Linked DNA regions of Mus musculus: all the other regions are linked to region 2. The links are chromatin contacts, called in public promoter capture Hi-C maps. All regions are on one chromosome and are shown on one strand. Each heading gives the region's core, a stretch centred on a gene start, on an enhancer-like site or on the middle of the called end of the contact. The rest is flanking DNA. Distances are from core to core; before and after follow the strand shown.

The links. Promoter capture Hi-C pulls out the DNA fragments that hold promoters and counts their contacts.
Region 1: a contact with region 2 is called in a promoter capture Hi-C map of pre-B cells, with 2.8 times the contacts expected there. The contact joins the enhancer-like site here to the promoter of Brms1l in region 2. A contact is called at or near these places in 4 of 39 promoter capture datasets (the C10 cell line, liver, pre-B cells and 1 more), 1 of 15 datasets of contacts at CTCF or cohesin (embryonic stem cells), 1 of 484 Hi-C or Micro-C datasets (embryonic stem cells), 1 of 115 datasets of contacts at active chromatin or transcription factors (pancreatic cancer cells) and 1 of 9 other capture datasets (adipose tissue).
Region 3: a contact with region 2 is called in a promoter capture Hi-C map of hippocampal neurons, with 7 times the contacts expected there. The contact joins the promoter of Slc25a21 here to the promoter of Brms1l in region 2. A contact is called at or near these places in 3 of 39 promoter capture datasets (frontonasal cranial neural crest, hippocampal neurons and liver), 1 of 484 Hi-C or Micro-C datasets (the G1E-ER4 cell line), 4 of 115 datasets of contacts at active chromatin or transcription factors (astrocytes, embryonic stem cells, forebrain and 1 more) and 2 of 9 other capture datasets (adipose tissue and embryonic stem cells).

The regions. Positions count from the first base shown.
Region 1 is chr12:54,819,577-54,822,425 of GRCm38.p6, forward strand. No RefSeq gene overlaps it. Among named protein-coding and RNA genes, the nearest start is that of Snx6, 25 kb to the left of the region's middle. Within about 2 kb of position 1,310, at least 73 of the 459 cell types and tissues checked have an H3K27ac peak or open chromatin away from gene starts, as enhancers often do. A contact at or near this core is called in adipose tissue and pre-B cells, where this site is marked.
Region 2 is chr12:55,834,666-55,837,642 of GRCm38.p6, forward strand. Brms1l (breast cancer metastasis-suppressor 1-like) reads left to right here and starts at 1,701. Exons shown (of 10, transcript NM_001037756.3): 1 at 1,701-1,980. The coding sequence starts at 1,839.
Region 3 is chr12:57,196,083-57,198,913 of GRCm38.p6, forward strand. Slc25a21 (solute carrier family 25 (mitochondrial oxodicarboxylate carrier), member 21) reads right to left here and starts at 1,390. Exons shown (of 10, transcript NM_172577.3): 1 at 791-1,390. The coding sequence starts at 857.

The sequences.
Region 1 (2,849 bases), core at 60-2,559, 1.0 Mb before region 2:
TGATCAACACTTATGTGGTACAATAGGCAAGATTCTGAGCATAGCTTCTAGCCCAGGTCCTAACCTCTAACAACTGCGACTGTACTGCCTTTCATGACAAAGGACAATTAAGTTTGCAGAGGGAATTAAAGACCTGGAGATAAGAAGATCCTTCCGGCCTACCCAGATAAGCATATGTAGACATGGCATACTTATAGTCCAGAGGCCCTTACAAGTGGGGAGTGAGGCCGAGTAGGAAACTGGGATAGCACTGTGAGAAAAACTCCAGTCTCTGGCTGGAAGGCAGAAGCGAACCAGAGCTAAGTGGTGCAGCCAGGTTCCTGAAGCAGGACAAGACCAGCAAACATACTGTCACCAGAAGGAACGCAGCTCTGCCAAAACTCCCATGGTAGACCTTGATTTTAGTGAAGTTTCTTTTGCACTCTGACATTTCACAGCCTTATTAGTGGTTTGTTTGGGAGTTTTGTCTTTTGGGGCTTTGTTTTGTTTGTTGGTTTGTCTAGGTTGTTTTATTTTAAGACAAGGTCTCACTGTGTAGTCCTGGCTGGCTTGGAACTTGTTATATAGTTCAGCCTGGTCTTGAAGTTACAGAGATGCACCTGTCTCTACATCCCAAGTGCTGGGATTAAATGTGTGCGCCACCGCACCAGGCTTGTTTTGTTTTAAAACAGAGTCCTATCAGTCCTGGCTGGCCTGAGACTCAAGGCGTAGGTGACTACGACCTTGACTTTTGGATTCTCCACTTTCAACCTCTACAGTGCTGGGATTACAGGCAGGTACCACTACCCAGAGCCAGAGATCAACCCAGGGCAAGCAGATTGAGCTATGCCCCAGTTCTAAGCTTCGAGGGATCCAGCACAGCAGGGGGAAAGGGAAACACATAGCTCTCTAAATTCTGTGCAGCTCAAATTCTTTTAAATTCCCATTTTACTGAAGCTAGTTTGTGTAGGGTTTTGTTCTTCAGCAACTCGATTTACAAATATTGCAGAGTCATTAAACAGTGCTTCTTTTCAGAGGGGGCGAAAACAGATCTTCAGAAATAAAACAAATCTATTGACCTCTACCTAATTCTTTTTAGTGGTTCTTCGCTCAGCCTGAAGGCAGCTGGGTGTTGCTGAGAGACCTCTGTGACCCCAGGCCCCACCTTTTAGTACTTTTCAAAGATCTCCCTCAGACTTCTAAACCGTTCATTCAAAACTTTGTTCTCCTTTAAAAAAAAAAAAAAAAAAAAGACAACTCTGTAGCAAATTTACTTCCTGTTACTCAACTGGCAGAAAGCAGAAGTCAGACATTGCAATTACAGATGCAGGACTGAACACATTAGTTACCCTTACAGATGTGCTGACCTCAAGGGTCTCAGAGAAGATATCTACAGATCTTTAGACCACCTATTGGGTTCATAGATCTTCCCAAATCCTTTGAAGTTCAGACAGCAGTCCAAAACCTTTCTCAGTTTTGGGAGCTGGCAAGATGGTGTCCTACTTAGGGTTACTATTAATGTGATGAAACACCATACCCAAGGCAAGTTGGGGAGGAAAGGATTTATTTGGCTTACACGTTCACATTATAGTCCATCACTGAAGGAAGTCGGGACAGAAACTCAAACAGGGCAGGAACCTGGAGACTGGAGTTGAGGCAGAGGCCTTTGTGGAGGGGTGCTGCTCACCAGCTTGTGCTGGTGGCTTGCTCAGCCTGCTTTCTTATAGAACCCAGGACCACCAGCCCAGGGATGGCACTGCCCACAATGGGCTAGGCCCTCCCCCATTAACATTAACAAAGAAAATGCCTAAGCTGAGTGTGGTGCCTCAAGCTTCTTACCCCAGCACTGGGGGGGTGGGGGTGGGGGGGGACAGAGGTAGGTGGATCTCTGTGAGTTTGAGGCCAACCTGGTCTACAGAGGTTAGGACAGCCAGGATGTTACCCTCTTAAAAACAAACCCTGTCTTGAAAAATAAACAAAGAAAGGAAAAACCAGCCAGAAGAGATGGCTCAGGAGTTAAGAGTATGTGTTCCGGGGGCTGGAGAGATGGCTCAGAGGTTAAGAGCACTGACTGCTCTTCCAAAGGTTCTGAGTTCAAATCCCAGCAATCACATGGTGGCTCACATCCATTCGTCCCTCTTCTGGAGTATCTGAAAACAGCTACAGTTTACTTACATATAATAAATCTTTGGGCCAGAGTGAGCGGGGCTGGAAAGAGCAACCATCTCATAATGAGATCTGACATCACAAGACTGCCTCCAGAGTGCTGGGATTAAAGATGTGGCATACCTAGCACTGCCCAGCCTGTCTTTTCTTCTCCTCCTCCTCCTCCTCCTCCTCCTCCTCCTCCTCCTCCTCCTCCTCCTCCTCCTTCTTCTTCTTCTTCTTCTTCTTCTTCCTCTCCTTCCTCCTTCTTCTTCTTCCTTCTTCAATTCAATTCAAAATATTTTATTCTGTTGCTTGCTTGATGTGTGTATGTATGCATGTATGTATGTATATATGTATATGTGTGTGTGTATATATATATATATGTAATTATTTACTTATGTCTGTGGGCATGTGTATGTCACAGGATACATGTGGAATCAGGGGACATCTTGAAGGACTCAGTTCTCTACTTCTACCATGTGAGTCCCAGGGATTGAACTCTGGTTATCAGTGTTAGTGCATGTGAGCAAGCCTGCTGAGCCATCTTTCTGGCTCTTGTTCATTTTCCATAGAAAAGTTTAACTCTTTCTTGACTGGATCCCAGGCCATTTGGCTTGTTTTCAGAGGGCCTCATCCTTATAACTAGTTGTAAAATGTGTCCCTGTATGTCTACAGTTCTAAAACTGGAGATTGTTGAGGATTCACAAACACCCTGAAGATAG
Region 2 (2,977 bases), core at 451-2,950:
ACAGAAGTCACAGTTTTAGTTTCTCTTGCAGATTTGGAAGGCCTGATATTGTTAGGCTAAAATTATCAGATCCTATCAACTGCCTGGTTGCAACATAGTAGCTGCCCCCACAGTAACTTTGCTTTGTCTTTTATTTTCATGCTTGATTAAAACAACCCTTGTTCTCAAGGAACTTGCAATCTTATAAGTGACCCACATTGGCTGAATATAGACTGCTAGGAAAAGAAGAAAAAAAGGACGGAGCATAGCCATCGTCTGGTGGAACATGAGCCATCGTCTGGTGGAACATGAGAGCGTCTGAAGTGTGGAAGATGGTGGTGATGGTGATGTTTGTATATGCTTGGCCCAGGAAGTGGCACTATTAGGAGGTGTGGCCTTGCTGCAGTAGGTGTTAGAGCAAGTGTGTCGTTGTGGGCATGGGCTTTAAGACCCTCATCCTAGCTCCCTGGGAGCCAGTCTGAATAAGATGATGTAGGACCCTCAGCTCCTCCGGATGCTGGCATGCTCCCGCCTTGATGGTAATGGACAGAACCTCTGAACCTGTAAGAAAATGAGCAAGCTGAGAAAGGAAAAATATTTAAAGGGACACCGGGAAGTAGAACAGAGCAAAATCTTTTGTTTTAGGAGATAACAGATCCCACTCAGCTAAATTTAAGTCTATGTGTGATGGAACATACCTTTAATCCCAGGAGACAGAGCCGTGCAGATCACTAAACTCAAGGTCAGCCTACTGAGCAAGTTCCAGGACAGCTAAGTTTCATTCTACTTCCTGGTGTCCCTTTAATACTTTAACCATATATTTTGTTGATAAAATGGACATAATACCGACTCCTACCTTAGGGCTATTAAACTAAAAATTGAACTCAGCAAATCCATGCAGTGAATTTACCAAGATAACCTGATAAAGAGTGAAAGTGATCGGTTATAAGTTACGATTATTATGGTAGTTATGGCATCGTCCTTGTCTGTGTAATCCTGTTTTTGAAAAAAAAAAAATGACATCTTTTTAAGTCAAATATTTATTTTTCACTGGAACCTGAAATTAAATCAATTTAATTTGGGTAGCTTCTTCCATTAAAAAAAAAAAAAAAAAGTAAGAACGCAAGATTGAAATACTAAGATAAAATTTCCTTCCCCTCTGTAGTTTTGGTTGTAAAAATTCCAAGAACAATGAAATTTTCTTTGTGAAAATTATTTCTTACACATACAATTCAATTTAATAGTTTACTAGCTGTACTAAAGGTACTACTAGTGTAGAAGAGACGATTCTGTAACCCTCCAGGCTCACAGAGTATGCAAAGACCCTTTCAGGCAAAGGATCTTTTCACATTCTTCTCACAGTTTGAGTAGCTAGGCAGATCAGATAACCACTTGGCGGGAAAAGGATAAGTACAGACCAAATCCGCACAATCTGTTTCTGTTTAGTTTATAAACTGCGTCCCAGTATGTCAGCTTTCCTGCCTTGTGGGACTTGAAGTCCGAAGTGAGAAGCGATTAAGGCAGCTGAATCTTAGAAACCCATAGCCCCTGAAGCTCTGAGGCCTAAGGACTACAATTCCCGACAGACAGCGGAAGGCCGCGCCGTAATCACCGGTAACCAATCGTTCGCTTGCAAGACAAGCCACGCCTCTAGCTCCGGGACAGCCTTGACCAATGGCAGAGCTCGCAGCGCAAGCCTGCGGGTTAGGTTGTGAGGCTGAGGCCGGGGGTGGGGAGGAGTCGAGGGTTTCGGATCCAGCTCGGTGGCCGGGTGGGTCGGGGCGTTCGGCGCGCCCTTCACCGAAGCGGCAGTGGCCGGGCTGGGAGCAGGAAGTGGGAAGCGACGGCGAGGTTGGAAAATGCCGGTCCATTCTCGAGGGGATAAGAAGGAGACGAATCATCACGATGAGATGGAGGTGGACTACGCGGAGAACGAGGGGAGCAGTTCCGAAGACGAGGACACCGAGAGCTCGTCGGTCTCGGAGGATGGGGACAGTTCAGGTGCGCTACCCAGCTGGGCGGGGATGCCGGGTCCCTTGCGCCGCGCGCGCGACAGGCCGCGGTGCTCACGCCGGGCGGTGCGTCCTGCTGCGAGCGCGGGGCGGGGAGATGGGGAAGGGGCGGGGACTGGCTCGGCGTCTGGCACCCGGAGCTGCGGGTCGCCGCGGGCTCCAGTTCTGGCTCTGGCTCCCGGTGGGCTGGGCGCCCGCAGGCTTTGAGGACCCGAGGCGATTCTGTGCACTGTGGGACCCGCCCTAGGGTCACCTGGCAGTACCCTGGGGCTACCGGCTCCGGAGTGGAATGTCCGGCTGGCTGGTCTGGAAGACTGCAAATGTCCCTTAGCTGACACCACCGACCTCTTTACTAGTAGTCTCAGCAACCTTTGTCAGCGTTTTTGTGGGGGCTGAGGATAAATTTGCCTTGGTCCTTGGCGGGCTTGCCACTCATCAACCTTAGCTTTCAGGTCAGCCTCTCACCAGTACTGTCATCAGAGGACTGACTTGGGAACTCTCAGGTTCATAATAGGTCCCAAAAGTTTTCAAGACGAAGAAGGGACCAGCCTGAGGGATCATTTGGAATCTTTGTCAGTTTTTAATCTGGAAGATGTGGGCAGTGTTGACATTCCCAGAATCTTCAAGCTTTGGTTATTTTGTAACTTTGGGCTGTTTCTAACCCCTTATAAGTCTTTTAATACTTTAATAAAATGAATGGAACTGATTTCCCGGATCTTCCTCTAACCATATGACAGACTGAGAATGGCTTTGTCTAACCCTGGTTTTGGCTGTGTAATGGGAAGCATTGATAACAGGTTAATGACTGTGGTATCACCTCACACCTTTTTTTTTTTCAGGTTTGTCTGTCAAAAAAGTATACTTGGAAGCATGTAATGCCGATAAGTCAGCCATCCAAAAGTAAATATTTATGAAGTTTTTACTCATAAATATTTATACTCATATACTCATTTATATACTCATACTCATTATACTCATAAATAAAC
Region 3 (2,831 bases), core at 140-2,639, 1.4 Mb after region 2:
TTCTTGAAAGTAAATGTTACTAAGTATATATTGAGTATCTTTTAGTCAACTTTAATACTATTTCATTGTTATAATAATTTATTAAAATAACAAAACTTATGAACTGTTACAGCCTAATATTAAAAATATTAAAAATTAGGCATACGCATAATTTAATGGCGAGCAACTTCTTCCAAGTTGCACAGTAATTATTACCAAGCTGGCTTTAACAGATCTTTTTGTAAAGTCTCTCCCACATCATAGCTCTCCACAGATTAATGTGAGTCCATTACATCAAAGGTGTTTACATTTGTTAGCACGAGCGTTTAATTTTAATATATTTATGGCGTGCATAGATCCCCAAGAAGCGCAGTAAAAAGAATCCCTGCGAAGAGAGCTATGCTAAGATCCTCTTTAGCTTGGGCCTTGGAAGAAACTTGCTAAGAAACTTAAGTAAGACCGAACTGGAACTGAATCCTTTTTTGTGTAAAATAGCTGTCAAAGCGAAGAAAAGGACGGGAGGGGGAAGCTTTCTCAAAGTCACAGTAAGTTTCAGGGACTGGCGAATCCTTTCATGCTCCATTCTAGGAACAGAGAACCCCCGGGGACCCTAGAGCAGAGCAGCTAGTGGGGACTGCACCCAAAAGAGCCGCCGCCGGCTGCTCGGCTCTTCGCAGAGGAGTCAGAGTAGAAGATTTAGGAGGACGCACTCGCACACAAAACTTCGGTTGGAAGGCGAGCCTGGGGGACAGTTGTCGGGTGGTGCGGCGGAGGAGCGGCGGGCGCGCGGGGAGCGAGCGGACAGCCTTACCTGCAGACCCTCCGGCCGCGACCTGCCTGGAGGTCTCGTGCAGTAAGCTGACGTTGGAGGCCGACATCTTCGCGACCAGGGGACCGGGTGACCAAGTTGCCCGAGCGAGCTCCTCTGAAGGCCGCCGCCGATGGAGACCGGGCCCCGTCGGTCCTGGGGCTGAACTCTTCCCGGTGTGGCTGCGATCCAGCTAAAGGCGGCGGTTCGGGCACCGAGTCGCCGCGAGGTTGGCGGAGGGGGTCCGAACTTGCCCAGCGCTGCCTAAGGCTGCCCTTTCCACCGGGGCACCGGAGGGGGAACACTGACAACTGGGGGCTGGGTAGACTTGACCTAGCTCGGTGGGTCAGGCTCGAGCTTCAAGATAGGGGCTTATGAATTTGCCTATCGAGACCTACTGCGGAGTTTGTTTAGCTGGCTGCTTATCTAAGGGCTGCCTTAGCTAGCTGCGACTGTGATGTAGCCGCGGGTGACCCTTGCCCTCCAGGCAGGCTAAAATACGGTACTATTCAAAAGAAGGGATAGTGAGGAAATTCCTCCAAGTTAGTCAACCAGAAATTGAAGGCCACAGCAACTAGATCAGAGCAGATCTGACTTACAAAGTGCAGTAACTGTGCGGGGGAAGTGGTTTTGGACTTTTATTTCATGCATAATAAACTGAGTTTTACTTACTGAAAACCATAAAGGACTTGTTATTCAAGTGTCCTGTGCCCAGTTCACAGGGTCACCACGCTGCGCACAATATGACAGACTTGTCAGAAAGCCGAGTTCTTTGGGCTTAGGGCCTAGAAACCTGTTTTAAGCAGTTCTCTGTTAGGAACAGTAGGTAGACATGAAAGAGGAGCACCAATAACCTGCTTATTTCTTTCTACAAAATGTGGAATTAACTCACACTAGCTCTTTAGAATCACTGACAAAACAAAAGTACCAGTTAGTGCCTGTTAGTGAACCACAAGGTGCAAACTGCAGTATAAGAGAAACACAGGAGTCAGATATTTAGAACGCTCACCACACCCCTGACAGGCCGGAGATGATAAGAGAAAGTACTGTGGAAACCCCGCTGCTGTTATTTCTAAAACGTAGTGTTTAATGCATATATTCTGGGCCATATAAACTGCCGTTGTTCTCTGTCAAAAACATGGGTATGTGCAATTTAAAATAATACAATGTCAAATCAAATATACGAAATGAATACTTATATCTTATTTTCATTCTTTGAGCTATTAAATGTCGGTGGTAGTGAGCTGGGGAGATGGCTCAGTCAGTAAAGTGCTTGCCATGCAAGCCTAAGGACCAAAATCCAGTTTCCCTGCACATGTAAGACAGTATTAGTCTGGGTCTGTAATCCTAGCGCTGAGAATGCAAAGATAGGCACATCCCTGGAGCTGTCTGGTTGGTGAGGTCTAGCCAAACAGTTCAGTTCAGTTATAGGTCTTGTCTCCAAAGGTAAAATGGAGAACAACTGAAGATCCCCAACAGTAACCTCTAGCTACCAAACACTCCTGTTGCATGTATCTGCTGACATACATACACACACACACACACATACCACCACATGTATACACACATGCACACACACACACCACATATACACATGCATACATACCACATGTACAGACACACACCCCACATGGACACACACATGAACACACACACATCTCCCACATGGACACACACACCCCACATAGACACACACATACACACACCACATGTATGCATATACCACATGGATACACACTCCACATGTAGACACACACACACATACCATATGTACAGACACACACACCACATGTACACACAGTTATGTGCCTGTACCACCTGACTAGGAAAGTTACATACCATGAGGAATTGGGTAAATGTGTTGCTTATGTGATCAGATACACAAAAATGGTTTGTTTTTTTAAATTTTCCACTGGGCATGGTGACACACGCCTTTAATCCCAGCACTTGGGAAGCAGAGGCAGGCGGATTTCTGAGTTCGAGGCCAGCCTGGTCTACAGAGTGAGTTCCAGGACAGCCAGGGCTACACAGAGAATCCCTGTCT